Regions from separate parts of the Callithrix jacchus genome. Here region 1 is linked to region 2. The links are chromatin contacts, called in public Hi-C maps. All regions are on one chromosome and are shown on one strand. Each heading gives the region's core, a stretch centred on a gene start, on an enhancer-like site or on the middle of the called end of the contact. The rest is flanking DNA. Distances are from core to core; before and after follow the strand shown. Region 1 holds the start of TBL1XR1 (TBL1X/Y related 1). Region 2 holds the start of LOC103788701.

Region 1 (7,020 bases), core at 2,573-5,072, 150 kb after region 2:
AATCGCAGAATATGACCTGCTATTTTCATTATCTGAGAGGCATAAACACTTGTAACATAGTTGTATATTTCTTTTGTAAGTTAAATGAAGACTCTCAGGTAAAGTTTATTGTGGTAATGAAATTGGGTCATAGAAGCATGGAAAACTGTGACGAGGTTCACACCCATGAGGAAAGGTCACAAGCAACACACTGTGCATTGAAGGAGAAAAGCAGCTTTTGTACTGAGATCTCGAGATGTGTAGCTGGCATGTGCCTCATCTCGGAAGAACCACAAAGAATCGCACAAGTCAGTCAAAATGAAACGGAAACATCTGAGGGTATCATCAAGACGCCTGGGGTAAAAGCCACTGAGTTCCAGGGTAAGTAAACACTGTAAAATGAGTTATAGCACTAGGAGAATATTTTTGGTATCAAATGTCTTTTTTATGCAATTAAGTTTGTTTTGAATACTTTATGTAGATGAACTAATATAAACAATTTAAAACATCATGATGATTTAAAAATATATACAGTAATGAGACCCTGTAGTCCTGGAATTAAACCAGTTTAACTTTAAAATAGTCCATGTCTTGAGTGAGGAAAGTTGCAAAGATGTAGGCTATCATGCCATACCACACTCCTCTGGGATAATATTACTGAACTATTTGTTTAGTCATTTTACAATACATAGATACATATGTAACTTCTGATAACAGTACTGGTATGAGGCTTCTCTTTATTGAGTAATTAGCTAGAAAGTCCAAGATAACTTTTTTTTTTGAGACCAAGTCTCACTCTGTTGCCCAGGCTGGAGTGCAGTGGAGCGATCTTGGCTTACTGCAACCTCTGCCTCCTGGGTTCGAGTGATTCTCCTGCCTCAGCCTCCCCGGTAGCTGGGACTACAGGTGCATGCTCCCATGCCTGGCTAATTTTTTCTATTTTTAGTAGAGACAGGGTTTCACCATGTTAGCAAGGATGGTCTCCTGACCTCATGATCTGCCTGCCTTGGCCTCCCAATGTGCTAGGATTACAGGTGTGAGCCACCACACCCATGGCCAAGAAATTCTTCATGCATTCCTTTGCTTTACAATTTCTTAGTAACAATCTTTCCTTTCTAGAAACATATTGACATTTAATTCAAAGTGTAATAGCACTTTTAGATTAGGACAAAGTACCGGAAATTAGTAAAATAGTTCTTTCTTTGTCCTTTCCTTGCCCAGTGAGTCTAATCATTGCTTGTATTTTGGTGCAGCCCTGATCTTTTATGCTGTATATGTTGGGACAGCTACAGGGTGAGACGACAATACATGTCACCTTTGAGTGATGCTTTATTTCTCTGATTATTTGATGTTGAAGCCACACTGTTGTTTCAGATAGTTTCCAGAATATAGAAATCAAAGCGATCAAAATATGATCTTACTTCAAACCCCCTTTGCTGGAGGAATCAAGGCCTTTCCACATTTGGGTGCCTCCCCCTACCTTTGTTTAAAAGTACTCCAGGTCTCTCTTCAATTAGTATGATCCAACAGTGGTGAGCAAAGCACACTTTATTGGAATGAATTTATGGTGCAAGTCCCCAACCTCAATGATCTTCAGGATATTCAAAGGCAGTAATTTACGCACAGAAACATCTTGTCAACTACAGGGATATAAACAAATGCATACATTTTTATTATCATTGTAATGAGGCTCAACTAACACTGAACAACTTTAGGAGGCAGATTGGTGTAGGGTGTAAGAACTTGAGGCTGGAAGGCCTGATCAGAGGGTGTCTCCCCCCTTGTGGAGTAAGGGATAGAGGTCATTTAGGGGAAAGAGAAAGGGTGGGGTGGACAGCTTTGAATATGACTCTTTAAAAACTGGTATGCTTGAGAAATCCTCATTCACTGAAAGTGTGTTTATGGTCACTGCAGTATGGAGAAGACCTGCTTGTGGTGGTACAATATGAAACTTCAAAAACAATCCAAGTAATCCAATAGATATGTTTCACTGGGTGGTTCAACTTAGAGACAGTGTGCTTATTGAAGACAGGATATGATTAGTGATATTCATGTCATTAATCAACAAAAAAAAACAAAAGGAAGCTACAATACTCATCAATTCTGAAATAAAGTCTTTTCAAAGGTGTTAGTTCTGAGGTAAACAAGCCTCAGCTTCAGAATCCAACTGAATTGCAAAACTTGCTTTGCGCTGTTTCCCGGTACACTCTGCACAGTGTTTTGGAAACCTGCAGTTATCTAAATTCCCATCGGGTGACATTGTTTAATCCAACATTCCCTCTTTCATACATGAAAATACCTCTAAGGACACACCACTGATACGCTTTGAACTCCCTTTCTGGTGGTTGGAAGGGAGTTTCCAATCCCACTCCCTTTCCTCTGATGGTTTTCCTGCTCCCTGCCCCACTGTGTCATTCAAGAAGGGCCTCTGGCAGCTCCGCCAAGCAAGGGCTCATGGGGAAAAGAGACATTGACCTTGGCTAAGTAAGCACCTGTCTAATCACTGAACTTATTAGGCCACCGGGAGTCCAGACTGGTGCAAGTTACTTCAATTAATACGTGTGTGTGTGTATACACAGAACTTTAGGCTTCTGATATTGACATGAAAAGATGGTTGCTTTAAAATGATCAGGACACCTATTTAAAATATTGTGATGAAAGTATAAAAACCGTACCCTTCACCTTTAAGAAAGCTGCAAACATTATTTTGCTTTGAAGGCAGTAATAACCGAAATAGCAAAAAGGTTTCAAGTCGTATCTTAACTAAAAGGGTGGCTGCTTCTCCAGTGCTGAGCTTATACAAAGCTGTAAGAAGCACCCCACCCCAGCTTTCTGAAAGTCTTAGAAAGATTACCACCCATTTGCCTCAAAACCTGTGAGGTGCTGCCCTTCTTTAAAAACGACCCTCCCTCAATCATACTGCCACATTGTCACTCATCTAAGTTATACCTTATAAACCGCCTTCCTGTGCTTCACACATGCAAAAAGTACACAGAGTGGATAAACTTCTACTGTGGATGCCGCCGTGGAGGTATATATTTAGTAAACATTTAGTTACATTATTTTATTTTGTGAAATAAGAACTGATCGACCAAACCTTTCAAACAGACCCACCAGATGATAAATACCACCATATGCTTGCTTCGCAGTACATTTGGGCATAAACACTTCAATTTCAGCTTTGTGTTTAGTATCAAAAACCTTTTCTTGTGTGCGTGTGTTTTCTCTCCAGATCCCGTGCTCTGGATCACATTTCGAAAGTCGCTTATTACAGATAAAGCACCTTTCCAGGTACGCTTCGGAAAACCATATGTATTTACGCACACAAAGGTATGCACAGAGATTTTCACAACAAACGTCCTTATGATGCCGCGCCGCGCTCCCGCACATGCTGCCGCGTGTGCGCCCAGCCCCCAGCGCTGCCGGGCCGCCCCCCGGACACGCGGGAGTCCGCGGCCTCCTTAGGAAACTTCGCCGGCGTTTCCACCCCGGCCCCGGCGCGGGCCTCCCCACCCCCACCCGCCCGGGGCCCAGCGGCCCACACCCGAGCACGCCCAGGCCGGCCCGCGGCGGTGGGGTGGGGTGGGGTGGGGGCGGGGCGGGCGGCCGGGTCCCGAGGCGCCTCCGAGCGCCCGCGGGGTTCGCCCGATTTTTAAAAGAATGCGCCGCACACGCCCAGCCCCCAGCGCCGCCGGAGCGGGCAGGGAGGGAGGAGAGCGTCGCCGCCGGAGCCCCCCCCGCCGCGCCGCCGCCTCCCCGCGTCCGCGGCGCCCCTCCCCCGCCGGCCCCTCCCCCGCGCGCCCGCCCGCTCGCCCGCCCGCCCGGCGCAGGCCGCTCGGGTTTGTTTTGCTGCGCGGCCGCCGCCGCCGCCGCCGCCGCCGCCGCGGGCCTCGCGAGCTCATTTGTGCCTGGCTGGTCCCCATTCCTCTCTCCCCAGTGTTGAGTGTCTGAGCCGTTGGCTGCTCCGAACCGTTTGGCTCTTTCCCTTAGTAACAGCTTTTACCTTCTGCCTCAATTCCTCTCCCCGCTCGCGCCCTTCCCCCGCGCGCCGCCTCCCCCCGCCGCCGGCCGCGTGCGCCCCCGCCCCTCCCCCCGCGGCGGGAGCACCTCCGCTCGCCACCTGGGGACCCGCGCCGCGCTCCCCGCCCCCGCCCGCCCGGCGCCCATCCCCCGCGCCCTCCGCTCGCTGGGGTTATAATTGCCTCTCACCCCCCGGAGGGGTTATTTTGGGGGTGGTTGGAGGCGGTGGCGGCGGCGGCGAGGAGGGGAATTTCCTTGTGCCTCCATTCCTGGGAGGGGGGAGCGGCGTTGGAGGCCACCGTTTCCAGGTAAGCGCTGGGGGCCGGACCCCGGAGTGGGGGAGGCCGCGGGCCTGGGCTGGGGGCGCGGGCCGGAGGCGGCCGGGGGCGCTGGGCCGCGGGGGGGATGGGCGCGAGTGGAACATGCATTTTTCAACTTGGCCCTTGGGGGAACTGGGCTTGCGTGGGGGAGGGGAAGGCAGGGAGGGCACTTGGGGCGCCCCCATCCCCCCGTTTTCCTCAGGTTTCTTTGAAATGCTCACGTGCTTGCCCACCCCTGCCCTTTCCTGGTCTCGGGGGATCCTCACCCTAATTATGTTGTCCCCGAAAATGTGCACCTCGGCCTTCTCCCCCGTTCCACCCTTCGTGCATCTACACCCCCTTTTTGTGCGTGTGTGTATGAGGGGGGAGGCTTTCAGGAAAGGATTTGCAGCAAATTGAATCAAGGAGCCATCATGAGGCCGACTCCTTTATAGCCTATTTTTAGCAGAGGAGAAGGAGCTTTTCGGTGCATGCTATTTTGTGAAACCTCGGGCAGCGATGGAAATGCCCCCTCCCCGGGCGCGTCCCCGGCCCGGGAGCGGCGACCCCGGCCGGCGTGCGAGGGGCTGCGGGCGGCTGTTGGGGCCGCGCGTCCGGGGCGGGGGCGCCGGCCGGGGGAGGGGCGCGCGGCCGCCGGGCCTTGCTCCGGGACGTGTTTATTTGTAACTTAGTGCTTTTTATCCTCTCAAGGAGGTATTTGGTGGAGGCTCTTTGAAGTTGGGTTCAGGAGTGTAGAATTAGCAAAGTTATTGCCAGCTTCCTGGTAAGTTTGGGTGGCACAGAGTCACGCTATTTTCTGACAGTGTAAAGGCCACGTTGTGAGGGTGGTTTCTCTGTAACTTCCTCTTTGCAACCGATTTAATTTTTTGAGCAGAAGCAGACTTTTATTTACGTGGAATATTAATCTTAAATGGCAGCTCGAGGGAAGCCATGCATGTGTTAACGTGTTCAGTATTTTTGGAAGTTCTTAAATTGCTGAAACAGGCATCACTTCGCAGTGGCAACCGGGATTAAATTTAGGCTGTGAAAACGGTGTGTTTCATATAAAATTTGGGTTGTGGCTTTTAAAAATGCTCTCTTTGTTAGGTTATCTAAGTGTCTCTAAGATAATTTGATGATTACAAATGAGAAATGTTGGGAGCTAGTTGAAAATTAGGGTGTTCTCAGCGTCTGTAGTTTACTTAAAATCTTGGCCTGTGCAGGCACCGGGGGTGAGGAGTTTTCGTACCTATGTGATTTACAGTTGACTTAGGAAAGTTTGCTATTCACTTTCTTGTTTCGCAAACAGGAACCTTATGCTGATCTAAACAAGCTTGTTAATAAAATGTGGTGGGTGAAAATGACAGGTTATTTTTAGTCTGAATTTTAAGACTGAATGGTTTTTCCATTCCGCACCTCATATAATTAAGTGATCTTCTACCCCCTCCTTTTTTCCTTAAAGGCTCCTTCGCCAGTTTGGGTAGTAATAAGGCCCTCGTGGTGTTTTCATCCACTTACCTGCAACAACTTTGAATAAACGATTCCGATTACACATTGAAGATAAAATGACTGTTTGGGTTTTCCGGTGTGATTCATTTTCATTTTTATTAAAATAAGACCTATGCTACATGGATGTATTTTAGTAATCCTGGCTTCCTGGGATTGTATGTTCTCACAGTTTTAATAAGTTTATAGTCGGGGGAAGTAGGGCAGCTTTGTCTCCCCAAAACATGGTGTATGTTGGGTGGTATCATGGGAATTGATGGCAAGCTTCCCAAATTGTTGCTGAGAGTTCTAGAAATAGTTAGCATTTACCTGTGGGGGAGGGGCTGCAGGAAGAAACTCTGCCTGAGAGCAGTTAGGCCTGATGTGTGATTGGGCTTCTTGCTCGTAAATCCAGGTTTTCTTGTTCGTTTGGAATATGATGTTCTTTTCACCCCTTTCCTGCACTGAGATGTATGTAATCACAATCATTAAAGTCGTAATAACTCCTATTTTTTTTTTTTTTTTGCCGTTTGAGTTGTTAGAATCAGACCTCAGGACAAAATACTAAACTGTATGGGGCATGAGAACACGCCTGGGAAAAGTTTTTCTTACTGTTAAGGAACTTAAAGTGACATGTTAATGGCATAAAAATGGTTGCAAAGCTTACCAAATCAGTTTATAAGATATATATATATTTTTAACATATACCAGCTGTGGTTACTAATGTGGGTGACATTGGTGATAAATGGAGTGGTCCCTTGCAGAGATATTTTTGCGTTAGTTGCTTCAAAGAAGTGTTAAGCATTTTAAAACGTATGTCCAGTAAAAATTGATACTGCGTTCTCAACACCTAATTAAAGGTTTCGCATGATTACCGTGACACCAGCTTCCCGTGTATTAGGAGCCTTTCAAGCCAACATGTAGAAAGGGCCGAAGATAATATAAACATAGGGACTACTGATAAAAGGAAATATGATTAGTAGACCTTTTGAACCTCAACCTGTTGATTAAATCCGTCAGTTCATATATGGCAGCGCAGTATGTATACAACCTTGTCAGATGAGCAGCTGACAAAGGAATCTTCCTTCTACAATTTGTAGCAAGTACTATTATAAAGAATTTCTGACTTGACACATTTTGATGAAGTTGGTTGAAATAATTTGTTGGGTTTGTTGAATTTTGGTGTCATTTATATAAAAAGAACAGAAGAATGTGAATGGTAGGAAGTCAGAGGAGA
Region 2 (7,047 bases), core at 2,110-4,609:
CGGGGGCTCTGCTCCGGCTCCTCTGATGTTTACGTTTGGTCAAAAACTCCTCAGGCAGAAATAACTAATGCAGCCCCCCCCTCCCCCGGCCCCCTGGAAGCTTTTACCACGTGGCAGAGCTGGGTTACAAAGGGGGAGTTGAGGCGCCAATGGGGAGGAGAAGAAAGGCCTCCGTGTTCCCTCCCCCACCCTGCAGGGGCCTCCCTGTTAGGCTGCAGAGCCGAGGGTCGCCCTCTGGGGTGGAGTTCCCTCTGCAGAAGCCCCCTTGGGAAATTGCAGCTCCGCAGTGGTGACATTTTATGGGCCATGATTTGCTGTGTTTATGGCTCCGGCGGTGCAGGTGCAGAGTCGTGGGCTCCCGTTCTCGCCCTGCAAATTGCTCACCGTGCAATCCGTCATCTTCAAGGCTAGGTGTGAACCGGGCAGGGCTGCCCTTAAAACGAATTGCAGCGAGAGGCCGGGATCTGGAAGGAAGCGCTCCCACTCGGGGCGTGGCCTTCCCCGCAGGGTCTGGGCCTTTCCCTCCGGCCCCGCGGTGCGCGCCCACCCGCTTAGCGGTCGCTCGTCGGGGGTTCTGAGTGCGCAGGCCCGGGCCCGCCTGCAGAGCTCCGGTCCTGCCTGTTTCAGGCCTGCGGAAATCCTCCAGCGAGCAAGGCCTCGCGCCGGCCTCTGCCCCACCCAACTGTGAGGAGCGGCTCCTCCTCCGAGGCCTGTAGTTTTTCTCCCGCGGAGTGGGCTGGGTGGGAGCACCGCGTGGCACCAACGGCACGGGGGCTTGGGAACCTCCTGGACTTGAGCCCTACCCGTCGTGTTCGCTCTGAGTGTGGAGAGGGTGCTTGCCCTCTCTGCAGCCCGCGTCTTAAAATGGGAGTAGGAACAAGCGCCTCAATCGTGGTTCTGAGGATTAAGTGAAACTCAGATTTCATAAGACCCCCTTTTTAAGGTAGGCGCTCGCCTTCCAGAGTCAAGTTCCACTCGGCTCAGAGCCCCTGTGGTTTTCTGAAAACGGTCAGCAAAAGTGCTAGACCCATTGTTTCCTAAATTCAGCCCTTCCCCCTACCCTCCCGGCTCTGTAGAGCCCGCAGCCTCTTCCAACCCACTTCCACCTTCACCCACACCCACAGGCTAACAGGGCAGAACTGTTTTGTTGACGGGGTGGGGGTGGGGGTGGGTGGGGGCGGGGAGGTGGAAACTGTACCTCTGACCTAAGCTTGACCATTCACAGCCCTTCTCAAATTTCCCTCCCCCACCTTGCCACAGGGGATTGGTCCCAGCGGGAAGACCTGACATATTTGAGTCCAATCAGAAGCCTTCTTGGGAAATTTTGAAACTGGAAGTAAAAAGTCAGTTTCTCCCCAGGGCTAAAACGGCAAGATGTTATAATGCATGCCCATGTTTCCCAGGGTCAGGAGAGGAGAGGCCAGTCTGAAGGCAGAACTCATGATAGGGACAGGGACAGAAACAGATAGAGATCTAGCAAAAGACAGAGGTAGAGCCAGAGCCAGCCAGTCTGGGGGAGAGGGCCGAGGCCAGCAAGAGTCTGATGTCACTGGCAGCACCGGTTCCGGGGTCCCTGCTACAGCCCCGCCTGCCCCCGGTTCCTTGTGACAACCCATTATTTTTAACAACAAATTCTTACTGTTTAACTTAGTTTGTGTTTTTGTTGCTTGTAATCCAAAAATCCCACCATGGCCTTTACTAGATTAATTTACACAGTATGTCAGCTGAGATCAAGACAAGCTCCCCATCCCCTATCATAAACCCCTAGAGACGTCTTTTATCCTCCACAGTACAGGCCAGTGCCCCGTAACAAGGTGCTCAATACATGCTCTTCAGATCGCACTGAGCAAGTTGTGAGTGGACAGGAAGTGCCCTGGTGGCTGCTGAAAGTGGTTAACTTCAACTGGTTAATTTAAAGGGAAAGCATCACCAATTGCCGCAGCCTTCTAGAAACCCATTTATTGTACCCTGGTGGTAATCAGGGCTTATTCAAGAGACTAGAAAGAGAAAAGAGAAGAAACTTTATCCCCTCTAAATTGCATTTAATAAAATTTTTGGAGAAAGTGAGTGAATCGTCAGGCTTAATAATTTCCCCTGGGCCTTTGTTGGAGGGAGGCTGAGGAAATGTACACTATTCCACATTTATAGGACAGGAGATCAGCATTTTATCTGAGAGTAGAATGCAGTCGTGGCTTACCCTCTTTTTTTTCCCCCCTCATTTGTTTCCAAAGGGTTTTTTTCCAGCCCATGAGTCACTTCCAGTCAGATTCAAAGACAAAAGCCGGCTAATTGTGTGTTCATGAGACAGGGTCCCACCCTGCCTTATCTGAACACCCTTTCTAGCTCAGAGAAGACAGAGCAGTTTGCAGCCTATAAGGCCCTGGGTTGAGCCTGTGACACGCCGCTTCTGGGTAGGGCTTTTTAGGGAGCAGTCTAAGCCCTTCGATCTCCCTCTGGCATCTGGCAGCTGACAGTACCTTGGGGCGTTTCCTTGCCAGTGTTATTTTCAGTCCAGAACTGTGCAGTCTCCTCTGTTCCTAAGGCACCCTGTTGAGCCCAGAGAGATAAAGGTGAATTTAAAAGGAGGCCCAAACCCTCTTGCAATTTATCAAATAATGAAGGAGAAAGGCAGAGAAGAAGCAGCTTTGAGGGCGCCGGAAGAGTGATTTCTCCACGCCATCCCCTTGCCATCTCTCGGCGGCATTTTACCTCGTGACTTTCCAACTACTGGAAACACTTTATCTGGAGACTTCTCTGATGTTACTTTCTTGTCTTCCAAGCAGTTGTCTATTCCCCACCCCCACTTATTCCCTGTCTTCATGCCTAATTCTCCTTCTTTCTAGATATCTTTCACTTCCAGATAATGGTACCATATCACATCCACCTGGCTGCTCATGACAAAGAGGTGATTCCTGATATATATATATATATATTTTTTTTTTTTTAATCAATTTATTTATTTTTGAGACAGAGTCTTGCTCAGTTGCCCAGGCCGGAGTGCAGTGGCATGATCTTGGCTCAGTGTAGCCTCTGCCTCCCAGGTTCAAAGGATTCTCAAGCCTTAGCCTCCTCAGTAGCTGGGATGACAGGTGCCCACCACCACACCCAGCTAATTTTTATATTTTTAGTAAAGATGGGGTTTCCCCAGGTTGGTTAGGCTAGTCCCAAACTCTTGTCCTCAGGTAATCTGTCCACCTCAGCCTCCCAAAGTGCTGGGATTCCAGGCGTGATTTGTTCCCTTCTGTCATTCACTACCCCCAGTCCATCAGCTGGTTTCCCTCCAGAATTGTCTGTCTGCATGCACTCCTCCATCTCCACTGCCACCATGCAGCAAAGACGTCGCATCTCTCCACGGCTCATGGGCCAGAACCTCTGCCGGAACCCCAGCACACTTCGAGCACTACTGAAACTCCTTGTCTAGGCCTCCCATGCCTTCTGTCATTTGCTCCCTTTATTCCTTCCCTCCACCTTCCCCCAGTTGAGGCCACCGCTACCACTGGAGACCCTTTTCTCTTCTTCCACCACTTCACTTCTTTCCACTAAGGCCTCTGCTCAGTTGGTTCCCCCTGCCTGGAAGACTGGCCCTTCCTGACCTGGCTCCTCTATATCTGTCTTAAGACAGTTAAGGCGCTAGAACAAAAATACCATTGATATGGTTTGGGTATTTGTCTCCTCCAAATCTCCCATTGAATGGTAATCCACCAGAGTTGGAGGTGGGCTTGTGGGAGGTGTTTGGATCACGGGGGCAGATCACTCATGAATTTCTTGGTGCTATTCTCACAATAGTAAGTTCTCAGGAGACCTGGTTGTTTAAAAGTGTGTGGCACCTCCCTGCACTCTTGCTCCCGTTCTCACCATGTGACATGCCTGCTCCCCCTTCACCTTCTACCATGATTGTAAGCTTCCTGAGACCTTCCCAAGAGCAGATGCCAACACCACGTGTCCTGTACTGTCTCACAACCAGGTTCCAATTAAACTTCTTTTCTTTACAATTTACCCAGCCTCAGGTATTTCTTTATAACAATGCAAAAGCAGCCTGATACAATCACAAACAGGTGGCTTAAACAATAGAATTTTTTTTTGAGAGGGAGTCTTACTCTATAGCCCAGGCTGGAGTGCAGTGGCTCAATCTCGGCTCACTGCAACCTCTGCCTCCCATGTCCCAGTTCAAGCAATTCTCCTGCCTCAGTCTCCCAAGTAGCTGGGATTACAGGCACACACCACCATGCCCAGCTAATTTTTGTATTTTGACTAGAGACAGGGTTTCACCATCTTGGCCAGGCTGGTCTTGAACTCCTAACCTTGTGATCTGCCTGCCTGGGCCTCCCAAAGTGCTGGGATTACAAGCATGAGCCACCACACCTGGCCAACAACAGAAATTTATTTCTCACAGTTCTAGAGGTTGGGAAGTCCAAGGCCACAGCTAGCAAATTCAGTTCCTGGTTAGAGCCTTCTTCCTGATTTGTAGGTGAACATCTTGCTATATCCTCACATAGTAGAGAGAGAAACCATCTTTCTTATGTCTTTTTTTTTTTTTTTTGAAGGCAGAGTCTCACTTCATTGCCCAGGCTGGAGTGCAATGGCACAATCTCAGTTTACTGCAACCTCCACCTCCTGGGTTCAAGTGATTCTCCTGCCTCAGCCTCCTGAGTAGCTGGGATTACAGGCACGCACCACCACACCCAGCTAATTTTTGTATTTTTACTAGAGACGGAGTTCACCATCTTGGCCAGGCCTCAAACTCCTGATCTTGTGATCTGCCCACCTCAGCCTCCCAAAGCATTGGGATTACAGGCGTGGGCCACCACACCTCGCCTCATATCTCTCTTTTTTTTTTTTAAGACAGTCTCATTGTCGCCCAGGCTGCAGTGCAGTGGCACAATCTCGACTCAACTGCAACCTCTGCCTCTGCCTCCTGGGTTCACGTGATTCTCCTGCCTCAGACTTCCAAGTAGCTGGGACTACAGGCACATGCCACTACAAACAGCTAATTTTCGTATTTTTAGTAGAGACAGGGTTTCACATGTCGACCAGGATGGTCTCAATCTCTTGACCTTGTGATCCGCCCACCTCGGCCTCCCAAAGTGCTGGGATTACAAGTGTGAGCCACCACACCCTGCCATGTCTCTTCTTATAAAGGCACTAAGACTATTTATGAGAGTGTCACCCTCATGACCTAATCACCTCCAAAGACCCCATGACCCCACCTCCAAATACCATCACATCAGGGTTTGGAGCTTCAGTATAGGAATCTGGTAGGGACACAAACATGCATTGCATGGCAGCATCCTTCAGGTTTCAGTTCAGTGGTCAGCCCCCTAGAAAGGCCTTCCATGACCCCTACATCTCACATTCCATCACACACTCAGTTTATGGCTGGCACCCAGCTACCATAATCTACAGTAATCAGTTCTTCCACCTGTTTGTTTATTTCCGTCTTCCCTGTCTTCCCATTGGAACATAATCTCCAGGAAAGCGGAGAGAGATCTTATCAGGCTGGCTCATTGTTCATTAATGAGTTCATTGACTAGAGCCTTTCATAACAGGTACACAGTAAGTCTTTTTTGATGAATCAGTGCAGATAGTAGAGAGAGGTCAGTACAGACATGCCTGAGTTAACTCCTCAAGAAAACGTGGAAGTTCACCAGGTGAATGAGGAGAAAGGCATTTCCGAAAGGCACAAAGGTATGTGTTCAGGGAAGTCTCTCTTGACCCCACTGCCCCTACAGCTGCTGCCTCATTGCTCTGCTAGCTAAGCAATGCTCTGAAGGGTTATCTAGGCTCACTTTGATCATTCCTCTTCTCCCTTTTTCTTCTCTACTTCTTGCCAGGCAGGCATGTTCCCCCACCACTCAGCCAAAAGTGCTCTTCTTAAGGTTAATAATAACCTCTGGCCAGGCACAGTGGCTCATACCTGTAATCCCAGCACTTTGGGAGGCCAAGGCAGGCAGATTACTTGAAGTCAGGAGTTCAAGACCAACCTGGCCAACATGGTGAAACCCTGTCTCTACTAAAAATACAAAAATTAGCCGGGCGTGGTGGCATGCACCTATAATCCGAGCTACTGGGGAGGCTGAGGCAAGAGAATCACTTGAACCCGAGAGGCAGAGGTTGTAGTGAGCTGAGATCATGTCACTGCACTCCAGCCTGTGCAACAGAGCAAGACCTCGTCTCAAAAAATAAATAAATAACCTCCATATTGCCAAGTCCAGTGGTCAGTTTTTAGCCTCATCCTATTAACTTATCTGCAGCATATGATACAATTTTTTTGTTGCTGTTGTTTTTGTTTTGTTTTGTTTTGTTTGAGACAATGTTTTGCTCTGTCGCCCAGGCTGGTGTGCAGTGGCTCAATCTCAGCTCACTGCAACCTCTGCCTCCCGAGATCAAGCTATTCTCTTGCCTCAGCCTTCTGAGTAGCTGGGACCACAGGCATGTGCCACCACGCCCGGCTAATTTTTGTATTATTAGTAGAGACGGGGTTTCACCATATTGGCCAGGCTGCTCTTGAACACCTGACCTCATGATCTTCCCGCCTCAGCCTCCCAGAGTGCTGGGATTACAGGCATGAGCCACCATGCCTGAACGCATCTGATTTAGTTAATTACAGTTCCTTCCCGAATCACTTTCCGCACTTGGTATCCGGGATGCTGCTCTATTGATTGTTCTCCTCCCTCACTGACTGCACCTTCTCAATCTCCTTGCTAATTCCTTTGCTGCGCCCATTTTCTGTCCTCTGAATACTGGAACACTCCACACTCAAACCCTACCGCTGGAATGTTAAAATAGATCCCTAATCTGACTGCCTCTTACATCTCCACTGCTAGTCTAAACCATTAGACTTGTTACTGCAATAGCTTCTCTCCTGGTTATTGCAACAGCTTCCCAACTGATCTTCTCACCGATACTCCACAGCAGCCACGGGGTCCTTTGAAGACAGCAGATGGATCATGATACTCTGCTGCACAAAACCATCCAGTTGCTCTGTTTCATGGGGTCAGAGCCTAAGTTCTGACGGTGCCACAGAAGGTCCTACCATATCCAGCCCCG

The links. A called contact is a pair of places that touch in the nucleus more often than the background predicts.
Region 1: a Hi-C map of skeletal muscle shows a contact between it and region 2, with 8 times the contacts expected there. The contact joins the promoter of TBL1XR1 here to the promoter of LOC103788701 in region 2. A contact is called at or near these places in 2 of 3 Hi-C or Micro-C datasets (both in skeletal muscle).

What each region holds. Positions count from the first base shown.
Region 1 is chr17:9,697,297-9,704,316 of calJac240_pri, forward strand. TBL1XR1 (TBL1X/Y related 1) reads left to right here and starts at 3,823. Exons shown (of 14, transcript XM_035278097.3): 1 at 3,823-4,307. LOC144579870 reads left to right here and starts at 214. Exons shown (of 2, transcript XM_078353826.1): 1 at 214-360; 2 at 3,212-3,766. The coding sequence starts at 249. The coding sequence ends at 3,444.
Region 2 is chr17:9,544,896-9,551,942 of calJac240_pri, forward strand. LOC103788701 reads right to left here and starts at 3,360. Exons shown (of 8, transcript XM_078355020.1): 1 at 3,256-3,360; 2 at 2,478-2,547; 3 at 1,251-1,330; 4 at 385-799. The coding sequence starts at 3,360.